2 separate regions of the Zea mays genome follow, and region 2 is linked to region 1. The links are chromatin contacts, called in public Hi-C maps. All regions are on one chromosome and are shown on one strand. The core of a region is the stretch at or near the end of the contact, and the rest is flanking DNA. Distances in the headings are between cores, read along the strand shown. Region 1 has its middle 28 kb from the start of LOC100277241. Region 2 holds the start of LOC103653686 (ASC1-like protein 1).

Evidence for each region. A called contact is a pair of places that touch in the nucleus more often than the background predicts.
Region 2: a Hi-C map of ear shows a contact between it and region 1, with 1.6 times the contacts expected there. The contact joins the promoter of LOC103653686 here to the enhancer-like site in region 1. A contact is called at or near these places in 2 of 25 Hi-C or Micro-C datasets (ear and tassel).

What each region holds. Positions count from the first base shown.
Region 1 is chr4:131,827,593-131,834,270 of Zm-B73-REFERENCE-NAM-5.0, forward strand. No RefSeq gene overlaps it. Among protein-coding and RNA genes, the nearest start is that of LOC100277241, 28 kb to the left of the region's middle. Within about 2 kb of position 3,414, at least 9 of the 20 cell types and tissues checked have an H3K27ac peak or open chromatin away from gene starts, as enhancers often do. A contact at or near this core is called in ear, where this site is marked.
Region 2 is chr4:132,136,891-132,143,568 of Zm-B73-REFERENCE-NAM-5.0, forward strand. It overlaps LOC103653686 (ASC1-like protein 1), which reads left to right and starts at 2,708. Exons shown (of 7, transcript XR_565642.3): 1 at 2,708-3,094; 2 at 5,190-5,419; 3 at 5,511-5,666; 4 at 5,844-6,029; 5 at 6,421-6,506.

The DNA.
Region 1 (6,678 bases), core at 2,164-4,663:
ATATCCACTACCCCCGCATCGGCATCATAATGCTCAACACGTTGTCTCAGCACCTCCTTTCTCGTACGATGCGCTTCACCATGAAAGATCCACCGAGTATAGCCCGGTGTAAATCCATTCTTCCAAATATGTTCTACCATGGACTTCTTTGATTTTCTTTTCTGGTTGGCACATTTGCTACACAGGCACGAGACTAGACTCGCTCCTTTAGCAGCTTCGCCATATGCCCGTTCCACGAAATCATCGGTCTTTCTAATCCATTCAGGGGTGACATCATTCCTTCCTACACGGCCCGTGTACATCCACTCGCGGTCCTCCATCTTCTAACATATATAACCGAAGCCTATCAATAGAAAATTTCGGCAGCATCTCCCTTGCACAGGAAGGTTTCCAAAACCTGCAAATAAAAGTATCAGCATGATGGCTGACATCCACACATATTTCAACGGCACGATGGCCGACAATCACATGCAATCAACCACATATACCCAAAACCCTAGCTGTCACATATATAAATTTGACTTAATATCAAACCTAATCATTTCATATAAACCCAAAACCCTAAATCGAGTATAGTTTAATATAAACATGTAATGCACGGGGAGGTTTCCAAAACATGCAATCAACCACATATACCCTAAACCTTAAACCACATATACTTCAATCTATGCACTACAATTCCACATATAAATCAATCACATATACAACAAGTCATTAATTCATCCACAAAAATATAGATACTCGTGTGAAGTTTCTCACCGTGTGATTCGAGGTTGAAGACAACGATGAGGCGGCGGCGTGGAGTGGCGGCGTGAGGTGGCGACGGACTTGGCGGCCGAGGGAGCGGCGGCGTGGGGCAGCAGCGGCGGTGGCGGCGGGCGAGGGCGCGGCGGCATGGGGCGCGACAGCGTGCAGCAGTGGCAGTGAGAGAGTGAGAAAGAAAAGGACTTAGCAGTTGATATGTACGCGTTCTTTGCCGAGTGCCCGTGATCTGGCAGTCGGCAAAGATTTTTTTTAATTTTAAAATACGCTTTGTCGAGTGCCCTCGATCCGGCACTCGGCAAAGCCTTCTTTACCGAGTGTCATCCTGCTAACACTCGGCAAAGATTAATTTATTTTTTAAACTTAGCTTTGTCGAGTGTCTCTCCGTAGGCACTCGACAAAGCCTTCTTTGCCGAGTGTCCTCCTAGGACACTCGACAAAGTATATTTTAATTTTTTCCTTTTCCCAACCAAACCTTTTTGATATATTCCTACACTATGTACACCTACATGTTCCATTTTTGCACAATTATAAAAGTGTTTGCTATAACTATTAGATTTTGTCCGTTTAATTGAATTTCCTCGGATAATTCAGGTTTAAACTGCAAGTCACTCGAAACATTGAAAACCGTGCATGCAAAAATGATATTCATGTTAGGTAACACAAGTTACGACTGATTTTAGGAGCAGATTTGAATGTTCGAGCACCATGCTCACGAAACATGACCGTGAACTTGCCATCAAGTTGTTTAAAAAATGTATAAAACACAAACAGAGTCAGAAAATCTTGAAACTTGGCCACATGTCATGACATCATATGTAGAGGCTGTGATAAAAATTTGAGATTATTTCAAGAAAGTTGTGAGGCAGTATGTGTAGAACCCTAGCCGGTCTACATTGAAACTATGATTTCATGTGTATGTCACTTAGGTTTCTACACATAGTGCATCACAACCTTCTCGAAACATTCTCAAATTTTTATCACAATCTCTACATATGATATCATGACATGTGGACAAGTTTCATGATTTTTTGACTTTGTTTGTGTTTTATACATTTTTTAAACAACTTGATGGCAAGTTCACGGTCATGTTTCGTGAGCATGGTTTTCGAAGATTCTGGTTTGTGCCTGAAATCGGTTGTAACTTGTGTTACCTAACATGGATATCACTTTTGCATGCACGATTTTCCATGTTTTGAGTGACTTGTAGTTCAAATGTGAATTTGAGAATGAAATTCAATTAAACGAACTAAATCTAATAGTTATAGAAAAAACTTTTATAATTGTGACAAAATGGTACATGTAGGTCTACACAGTGTAGGAACATACCACAAAAAGTTTGGTCAAAAAAAGAAATAAAATAAAAAAGTACTTTGCCGAGTGTTCAAGCGTGGCAGTCGGCAAAACATTTTCTGCCGAGTGTCAGACGTAAGACACTCGGCAAAAAAACTTATTTGCCAAGTGTCAGGGCTCGACACTCGACAAAGATAACGGTCGTCAGCTATAGACGACTGCTGATGGTCCTTTGCCGAGCGCCGTCGTTCGTCGAGTGCTTAGCGCTCGGCAAAGTTGTATTTGCCGAGTGTCTTTCTTTGCCGAGAGTCCTACTCTTGGTAAACACGGTTATTACCGAGAGCAGGACTTTACCGAGTGTGGTACTCGGCAAAGCTATCTTTGCCGAGTGCCCGACTGAATGTACTCGGCAAAGAACCGGATTTCGGTAGTGTAAATTACCCATCTCATGTCCTCATTTATAATATCGCTAAAACAAAAAGAAAGATCATATCACCATTCTAAGTGTCCAATATCTATATTAACACTTAGAACTAGCTGATCCTTAACTTTTTTAAACATTCCGTCTAAAACCATCTTTGGCTTTATTAAAAAGGACATGAAAACATTTTAAGCTTATTAGTTATCTAAATGATTATGACTTAACTTACTGTATAGCTGCAAAATATACGTTTGCCATGGTGAACTTATATTGGTATTAATTATCAAAACCAACCACGACGCGTAGATGTTTTCAATCTCCATTTAGACGTCATAGTCTCTACAAAAGCAATAGAAAAGGTTGGCCGTAGTAACGAAACGTGAAAAATCTCTGAAGCGGTGATTGAATTGTGCGGCCATGGAGAGGTGAGATGGTGAACAGAAGGGGAACACAGAAAGATTACGTACCATGCAATTATACCTATACTAATTAATAAAGTAGCCACGTTCCCTGGTGGTACATGCACAAGGCCAAGTACGGAATTAATGCCACTAAAGCTCCATACAGAGCGAATAAAGCGGCGTCGTGACGCATCGATGGGGCATATATAGGGAGGACATGTTTTATTTCCTCCAAAAGTTGCAGCCTCCATGCACAGGCATCTTCTAAACCCTTAACCCTCAGAGTTTAGAGCATGTTTCCGTGTAGTCTAAAGTTCAAAGTTAAGAGTTTAAATTCTATACTATTTTAAACTCAACGGTGTGATCTGATTTTTTCTATAAAATTAACTAAACTTTGAAATTTTAGATATTTCATTGAAAACCTCATAAGATAAATTAATCTTAAATTTAGTGGCAACAACACGCCAACACCACTGCATCTGAACAGGGGCTCGTGACACGCCCCACACAGGACGCGGCAGAAAGGAAAGCGAAAGTGGCACGTGACGTCGTGCTGTCCTTGGATGCATGTCTTGGTGTCTCTCGGGTATGCAGATGGCAGCTTCAGCTTCAGCTTCTGCACATAGAGCCCGGAAAGAAGCTCGTTATCAGAGAAGAAAGTAAAGCAAGCCGATGCAAGGCAGCCGCCGGCTTTCGTCGTGGTGATGCCCCCCCCCCCCCCCCCCCCCCCCCCCCCCCCCCCCCCCCCGTCTCGGTTGCTGACACGTGCAGTACGCATCCAGAGATCAAGAACATAGCCTGCAGTGCCAGGCCCTCGTGAAGGGAGTACCACTTTCAGTGCTCAAGCTCGTTTTTCCATACGAAATGCAATGAGGCGCGTTGCTCAATCAAACTTGTGGTGTATCTATTATATATATCAAAAAAGAAAAAAAAAACTTTTGATGTGTCGGCAGGTGCCGCTTCAAAACCCACGCGCAGTATCGCTCCCCGTTTGCCGCCGTGGGCCTTTGCTCTCTAGTGTCGTAAATTTTTCATTTTTACATTTAAGGTACTATTTGGTTCACGTAATGGTTTACACTGCTACGAGCATTGTGACATCTGATTACAGTTGCACTTAAACAAACATAACTTAACGTTATTAATTATCTATCACATTACAAATACTTGAACCAAATAACACCTAAATTAAAGCATTCTCCGGAACTGAAATATTATAAAAATAGGTGTCTATCGTGCACCGCTGAGCGACAAAGACCCAATTATATATATGCTTTAGAGCTTCTTTGGATTACAAGAATTTTGAGGGAATAATGTTGGTGAAGGAAAGTTTCCTATCCTATGGTTTGGTTGCCATGATGCAACACTAATATTCCATATGATTTTATTCCTTTATGTGTTGATTCCATAGGATTTCTAACGTCGTCCACCCAGAGTTCTTGGAAAAATTCCTATGCGTGAAGTATGAGAAGTGGAACGTTGATGCTAGCAGCTAATGGACCTTTATGGCTTGTTGTACCCAATCTCAAACATAGAAAACACATGCAAAAGCGCCGATTTGGTGTTATTTTTATTTAATCTTGACATTCCTGCAAAATGAACCCTTCTTTTTTTTTCATTGCCCCAACCAAACAACCTTTCACTCAAATACTCAATATTACTACATCTGTTCTTGAATATTTGTCGTTCGCTAGTTTATTTTACAATTCTCTGTTTTGCACTTACAATCCTATGTTTTTTCTATTTCTATATTTTTCAATTCCTATGTCCCAAAGCAGTCCTTAACTTTATTTGTACAGAAGTCTCTAGAGGGGTCTGCTGCCCCTCCACGGAGCTATATGTTCCTCCACAGACTTCTATGCGAAAATAGTTTTAAAAATACATTTGGGTCCCTGCCATCCAAGGGAGAGATGACATGCACCTATTTTTTAATATTTTAGTTTTGTGGTATCATTTTAAAATTTTGAATATTTTTAAATGAAAAATGAAAAAGGGACATGTAGTGTCTAGGTGGGGAACTCCCTTCCCCTCTAATCTACAATTATATTTTCCTTTGCAGAATTTACAAAAGTGTCCACATCATTGGCACACAGTCCACATATATACTTCTGGTACATTGATTTCAGGTTACATAGAGCACGTGGTTGGATAGATCCTTGGTTCAGGATGTTGTATAGAAATGGTGGTTGGATCCTTGTGAAGGATGACAATGGGCACAAATTATCCACTTGCGTCCACGCACAAACCTTATAGAGCAAGAGTATGTATGTGTGTTTGTGCTCGTGGGTGAGTGTGTAGGTTTAAATCTTTGCTCAACGGGTTAACTTTCACGGGCATAAAAAAGTCTCACCCATGCTCTTATACTCACAAACCCACTCCGATAGGTGGGGCCTTACTGAGCATATATATAATATCTTATCCATCCTTCTCAAGTGATACTTGTGTCCCACAATATGAATTGTTTGTGCCTCATGTACAATAACTTTTTAGATGAAACAAGAAACACATGAGAGGTTTTGTCTAGGCATACTACACAATCAACCTTTCCTTTTAACTAGCCTGGTAATGAAAACAGAGCAGAGTAACCATTGATGGTAACAAAAATAATTGCTTTTAGTGTAAATGGTTATTTTGTGAAACCCATCCCACAAGGCCGCATCATATTCCCATTGTATTTTCATGTCCTCCATTAAAGGCTCTAAAAATACATTGAACTCCATATTATGTAGGTCTAGAAATAAGAATTATTAGCAAAAGGTATTTTCGCTTTTGGGGCACCCATGTAGGAAGGCTATAGATGGTTAGGATCATCGACCATGTGCTCTGCTTGCTGCTATACTTGACAAATTGATTCATTTCGTTAATACAAAATACAAACCTTACATTCCTTGTTTCATTAGAAAATTATGGGAATGTGTCATTCAAAGTTTGCCATTGTTTAGCAATGGCTTGATGTTGAAGCTTTCCACCATTTTTGTGCTCATCAGAAGCATGTTAGTACATAACTTTGGCATCCTCAAGGTATAAGAACAAACAACTCAATCGCAAGGAGGTACCACATCGCCAAAGTAGGAACCCTTCTATGCTCGTAGTAATCTACTTTTTCTTCAAGGCTAGTGCCTTTTGAAATCTTTTGTATTCCTTTGCTTCTTTCCTTTTGAAATAGAGACTATATTCTCTTCCTCACGATTATTTTATTCATCTTGTTCTTGTTAGCACTACAATTTGGATAACTCTCTAAGCCTTCATATTTTGATATAAGATATAATAACTCTTACGTGGATATTTTGACACACATAATCGGTGATCTGATTAGCTTCTTCGCATAGTATATGCTAGCAGGTATTTTGTTGTCCTTTGGAAGGAGTTTTTCTAGAACACGAAATAACTTGTTGAAGCTAGCATCGAACCAACCAAAATGAACTTTTAGCATTAACAACTAAAGGATAGATCACAACATCGTGAATTCTTTGGTACAATCCACTCTTCATACATAGGTTCTATTGTTGCCTTTCAAATCATACGTACCTTTCATGAAAAACATTGATGCATCCAAATAAATATACAATAATGCTTTGAAGAATTCCATGTGTTCCTTTTTGTCTATGTGAATTCTGATGCATTCAGCAAAGAACCGATCATCAATAACATCTAGTATAACAAGACCACTTTGGGGACAATGGTATTATGTCTCGTGTACTATATTTGTTCGCTTAACATCCATATTTGGCCAGTGTGTATGTATCTTACATCATTGGTTCCTCGACATTGGTGTTCATTGGGTTGCTAATTGCATAAGGTGTG
Region 2 (6,678 bases), core at 1,458-3,957, 310 kb after region 1:
AGCATTACACATTGGCCAGCTTCGGATTAGTAGAAACATTCATCTGTTTCTATTATTCATATTTTTGCATTACACATAGCACAAACATAAACTTCATCATACTTAACACATAGTAGCTTCGGAATAACGGATCCGACGACATGACAAACTTCATACTTAACACATACTAGCTTCGGATTAACAGAACTGACGACATAACACACTAGACATGACAATGACAAACATACTTAACACATGGCAGACATAAACTTCATACTTAAGCAGCTCCGGATCCAAGCCGTGCCCAGTGGTGGTGGATTAGATCAACCTGCAACTGATTATATTTGACTGGATCATGTAGTTGGTCGTACCTGTTGTTGATGTACTCATTGCGCTCCGAAATGGAACCATGACTAGTATCCGCCAAAACTCCGATGTTGTCGAAGCTTGTGTTCAAAGACGAAGGACCTTCATCTTCTACGATCATGTTGTGCAATATGATGCATGTTTTCATGATATCTCCAATGTGTTGTGGAGACCAACCATATGCAGGACCACGAACTATGGCCCATCGCTTCTGTAGTACTCCAAATGTTCGTTCAATGTCTTTTCTAGCAGACTCTTGAACAGTGGCAAAATGTTGGGTCCTCACATCATACGGATGACAGATTGTCTTGACAAACGCTGGCCAGTCCGGATAAATACCATCTGCTAGGTAATATCCCATGTTGTAGGCGTGTCCATTGACGGAGAAACTACTGGTGGACTATCATCATTAAGATGCGAATCGAACAGGTTTGAACGCTGAAGAACATTGATGTCGTTACAGCTACCGGGCATGCCGAAGTATGCATGCCAAATCCATAAGTCATATGAGGCAACAACTTCGAGGATCATTGTAGGGTGTTTACCGCGACTGGTAAACATCCCCTTCCATGCAGTTGGGCAGTTACGCCACTCCCAATGCATGCAATCGACACTACCAAGCATACCAGGGAAGCCGCGTGATTCTCCAACTTGGAGAAGCCTAGCGATATTAGCAGGAGTAGGTTTCCTAAGATAATACCCCCCCAAAAGCAGTTTGGATGGTAGTGCAAATGTGTTTCAAAGCCTCATGTGCTGTAGATTCTCCAATTCGTACGTACTCGTCAACGGCATCCGCAGGAACACCGTATGCAAGGATACGTATGGCAGCAACAACTTTCTGAAGGGCAGATAGGCCTAGCTCACCGGCACAGTTTGGATGTTGAACGAAGTACAGATCCACTTGTTGCACAACAAGAACGAGACGCTCGAACACATGGCGACGCATGCGAAACCTATATTGCAAACTTTTTTTAGTACAATTGTCAAGTACGTACTATGGGCGTTAATACATGTGCGTATGAATAAACATACCTCCTCCGAAATTGTGCATCCGTGTAAACCGGTTGGGCGCAAAAGTAGTCGGCTCGGATTCTTGCATCACCACTGATATGGTCACGATGGATTCGAACACGACCGGGAATGGAACCAGCGTACCGACACTCGTTAAGTGCATGACGCCTACGATGTTGGTACGTCGCAACCTCGAGCTCATGGTCTTCATCTTCCATGTCTTGTGCCATCCTAAGAAAAATATTGGAATCTACGAACCGCTTCATTGTTGTGGATGAGTGTATGCGAAGTGTGAGTGAAGTGTTGAAGTAGTGATTATTTATAGAAGGGATAGGCTTGGGAGAGAAGCCATGCTCTTGTCGTGCAGCCGAAGCTAGACAATGGCTTGTTGAAGAAGTGTCGTGGCTTACGGTGGAAGCATGTGAATTCGTAAACATTTTTTCATACGATTCAAATATTGTGTCACGTTTTTCCACAATAATTACACACAACATAAAATGCAATGTTATTTATTTTGTACATTTCGAAATTATTAATGAACCATAGTTTTTAGATTATTATTTGTAATATTATTGATTACAAATTTTTTAGCATCCTTTGAGTACCATTAAATGGGTACAAAACAAAGAAAACAGAAAAAGAAAAGGAAAAACGAATTCTGTTAACACTGTAGCTTTAGGGGAACGAATTTAGGGGACGTTGCTGGAGACACAGAAGATATAGAGGACAGAATCTTTTAGAGTGTCCTGTAAAGTACAGAGAATATTCCTTTAGGGGACGAAATTTAGGGGACGCTGCTGGAGACAGTCTAAAAAGAAATAAACTATATTAATTCCACCTTTTGTCCCTCCTTTATTTCAGTTGCACTGATGGTGGAGGAATACTAGGAGGTATTTTGGTCCTCTTATGATTCATTTAATGTTTTTTAATATTTTTAGTCCATAGAACCAAACATAGACTAAACTTTAGTCTCCTACTTAAACTTTAGTCCTGGACTAAAGAAACCTAACGGGCCCTTAGTCTTAATTTTAGTCCTTCCATTTAACAAAAGAAGATACTGATGACTGTTTGGTAACTCTATTTTCTCAAGAGATATTAATTTCCCAAGAGAAATTAGTTTATTTTTTTAGGAAAATAGGAATTCCTTAAAAAATAAAGTTGTTAAACTAGCTTTAAATGATATAAAAACAGGGATTAATGTTTAGTCCATCTAACGGTCTAACTAAACGAGGCCTTAGCGAAAATCCCCAAGTTTTTAGAATTATCCGTACAGGTTTTCCGGCAGCGGCAGGGTCGCAGGGAGGCTCAGGCCCAAAGTAATCGCCAAATGGCAAAATAGCAAATTTCTCAAACTAATCGTACAGTAGATGGGCGCGAGTAAAACAGAACACAGGGAGAAGAACCGGTGGCAAACGAACAGGGAAAAGGGTAAATTCGCTTTCAGAGGCAAGCGCTGCGTTGCCACACAGCGGGAATCCTGCCCAGAGCTGCCGAATCGGGTCCAATCCCGTCGACCTTTCTGGCCGCCGCCGCCACTGGACTCCATCCAGAAATTACCTTCGATTCGGCCGGGGCCGTGGGAGCGGGGATGGGGCTCGGGGAGGCGGCGGGGCGGCTCCTGGCGGCCGTGGACTGGGAGCGAGAGGCCTACCCGGCGTACGACGACTTCCTCGCGCTCCCCGTCTTCGTCCTTTTCTTCCCCACCGTCCGCTACCTCCTCGACCGCTTCGTCTTCGAGGTGCGCCTGCACTCGCCGTCTTTCTTTCTTTCTTCCGTTGTTTCAAGGTCTTCGGCTCTGCGCTGGACGCGAGCGCGTAGCCTGCTGCCGAGAAACTCGCCTCAACTTTTTGCTGGGTCCCCGGGCTCTAATCGCAGCTTGTACAATTGCCTCGGCTAACCTGCTTGTCTTGTGTGCAAGGAGGCGCTATTTTTAGTGATCTCATCATCTAACCGTTGCGTGCATTGGGTTAATTTGGTTCATTGTTTTTTTTTCCTTTTTAAGCAATCAAGCTTAAATGATTTGCTTCTACTCAAGATCTAAAATTACATCTTTTCTTTTCCTTTTCCTCTCATAGCAAAATTTCCCTCTCCTCGACCTATGTTCACTGAAATATGCTTACCGTATGGGCACCATGTTTCTCAACGAGAAATGGTGGTCCCGGAATCCAGGATTAGTCCAATGCTGATGCTATGCAGCTTGCGCATAGAAGGTAACGGGAGTCCATGGGATGCTTGTTCTTTTAACGTTGGTTCTTGATATGGAGGGAGTAGCCTGGTTGGTTGGTTTGCTGCATCGAGCAGGTCCCTTGAAGAACTTGTTGGTTCGTACATCACTATGTTGGCAGCTGTTCGTACTGACTTGTTAAAAGAGAGTCGCATTATTTACATCCAATTGGCATACTATTTCTAGGATTAGTTGCTCTTTTAGTATGGTAAACTTAAGTACAGTTGGTTGCTCTTTTAGTTGGCTGACCTGTTTAGAAGGTCTTCTGTTGGACAACAGTTTCTGGAGTAAGAGATTCCTGTTTTTTTAATCAGTTGGTTGAGGATTTTTAGCTACGAAAATAAAGTATAAATCCATTTAAATGCTACAATACCTGTTGATTACGATATCACGCATGTTCCAGGTGTGGAGCGTGAGAACAGTTCACTTCACCTTCATGATTTTCTGGGACCATAAATTTCGCTGAGCTTTATATATTATATCTGTTAAAGTGCCTTTTTGGTTTTGTATGTTAAGTTTTCTGTTTTGCAATAAGGTGTTATTAAAATTTTCTAGTGCTAGCTATATGTATGAGCATTCAGACCTGGAAAGTAATTGTAGCCAGTCAGCAGTTGCATTTTAGCATTTGGACACAAGTAATGCAGTGTTCTACCATTCATTTTGGTGAAGCTAAAAGCTTTACAGCAGGATAAATTATGTACATTTATAAATACTGCTAATTGGGGAAGGCTAGTTGAGATGGTAAGTTCAACTAGATGAAAAATGGAAATGTTCATTTTACCAAAGTGTTATTAACATATTATACAAAATGATGCACAATCACTTCTATCATTTGCTTTATCTTTCAACTTGAGATATTTTCATTCCCTGCTGAAATCATTTTCATCAGTACTTATCATTCTTCTCATTATTGAGTTCGCATTTGCTTATGTCTTTGAAATATGTTGTTTGGAAAAGGGTTACATTAACATGATGTATGGCTTCAGAATCATTCAAAATAGACTTATGCTTCTATTGTCTTGTACTCTGGTCTCTGGTATTCGAATGATTTCTCTTTTGACCATCTACTCTCTTTTTTCACATTTTTGTTTCTTTTGCATTTATTTTAATCATTGATTTCTTTAGGCCACGAAGAGCAGACCTGGTGCAGTGGTGAGAGCTGTCTCACTAAGTCACCTGGTCGCCAGTTCGAAGCAGCCTCTCCGCATTTGTGGAAGAAGGCTTGCCTCAATTTATCCCTTCCCTAGATCCCACTGTGTGGGAGGCTCTAGCACTGGATTTGTCCCTCGTTTCTTATGCATTTATTTTAATGATCCGTCTACTTTTTTCACATTTTTGTTTCTTCTGCATTTATTTTATTACTTGATATATGATATTCGTTAGGTCATGATTGATCCTTTTGTATCAGGTGATCGTTTTTTATTTTCTTCTTTTTTGCAACCCCCTCTTAAGATTATAGGGGTTGTGTTGTAATGGTCCATTATTTTTCTCTCTTTAATACAAAGATCAACTCACCCACATGTTCGAGAAAAAAATATATATGATGTTCCTTCCAAAGTTTTGCATTAATCAACAACCTAACTGCTTTCCTTTTCTGTAAATGTTTTAGTGGGTTGCAAGGAGGCTTATAAATAGAAATGGACATCAGAGCACTAATAATGAAACAGAAGAAGGAAGGAAGAAGATAAGAAAATTCAAGGAATCAGCTTGGAAATGTGTTTATTTCCTGTCTGGAGAGCTTTTAGCTTTGTCGGTTACATATAACGAGCCTTGGTTCACCAATACCAGATATTTTTGGGTAGGACCAGGAGAACAGGTCTGGCCTGATCAAAAGATAAAGTAATTCTGATCCTTCCACTGTACTTTTTAATAAAAATTCTCACTGGTTTTCAATCTGCTCTAGATCTAATGGTTGTGCCCTTACTCTCAGATTGAAACTTAAGGCTGTATATATGTATGCTGCTGGATTCTACACATATTCCATATTTGCACTTATGTTTTGGGAAACAAGGCGTTCAGACTTTGGAGTGTCAATGTCACATCATGTTGCTACTGTCGTCCTGATTGTTCTATCTTACGTGTTCAGGTATGTTTCTTATCTTGAATAACTTTTAGCTGTTGTTTCATGAATTTGCAACATCATTGTATCAGTATAGGAGAACTTCTTAGTCATCATTGCTGATTTGTTAATTTCTTTTTCTAACTCCTTTCATAATTCGTAGACAATGTTTTAACTAAAATCTTCTTTTCCTTCGTCAACCAGATTTGCTAGAGTTGGCTCTATAGTATTGGCAATTCATGATGCAAGTGATGTTTTCCTGGAAGTAGGGAAGATGTCCAAGTACAGTCATTGTGATTGGCTTGCCAATGTTTCGTTTCTGTTTTTTGTTATTTCATGGGTTCTTCTCCGCCTCACTTATTTTCCATTCTGGATTCTGAGAAGTACAAGGTAAATTCTTCTGTTCTGGCTCATAAGTCTATCAGATTCTTATGCCAAGAAAAATCATCGAGTTCGTAAAAGTTTGTTTGCATATACAGTCGAAAGTAGATTGGTATCTTATTTGTTCTGTACTCAAACGGTTATTGTGAAAACTTGGACAGTGACTTCCTCTAGTCTAAAGAACATTCCTTTATATAGTCGGACAGTAGCATCTTAGACTCTAAAGAGAATTTTACTATGTACTTCCATTGGCCACACAAATGAAGGTTTGGATATTTTTTGTATGCACCACTGGAGACTTCACACCTTTGTGGACTTGGCTAATCATATAACTCAGTGTCCAAAATATATCATAATAAACAATTATAGACATGTCAAATTCTGACAAGGTACCATACAGATTCGCCCCATTGCAGTGTTGGTCTGGTTCACAGTTTCTTTGTTGTGGTGCTTGTTGAGTTGCTGTGAGGTTGTGGCCTTCATCATGTGAGTTGGTGTTGTTTTCTGTTGTAACTGTAGTTTTCCCTCTGTTCTTCTCCTTCTCAATTAATACATAGGCCTACTGTTAACCTGCTGGCTTTTTTAAAACAAACAAACAAACCCAGTTTCACCACTTCGCTTTAGAATAAACTAATTGAATGTTTCTGGATTCTTTTCA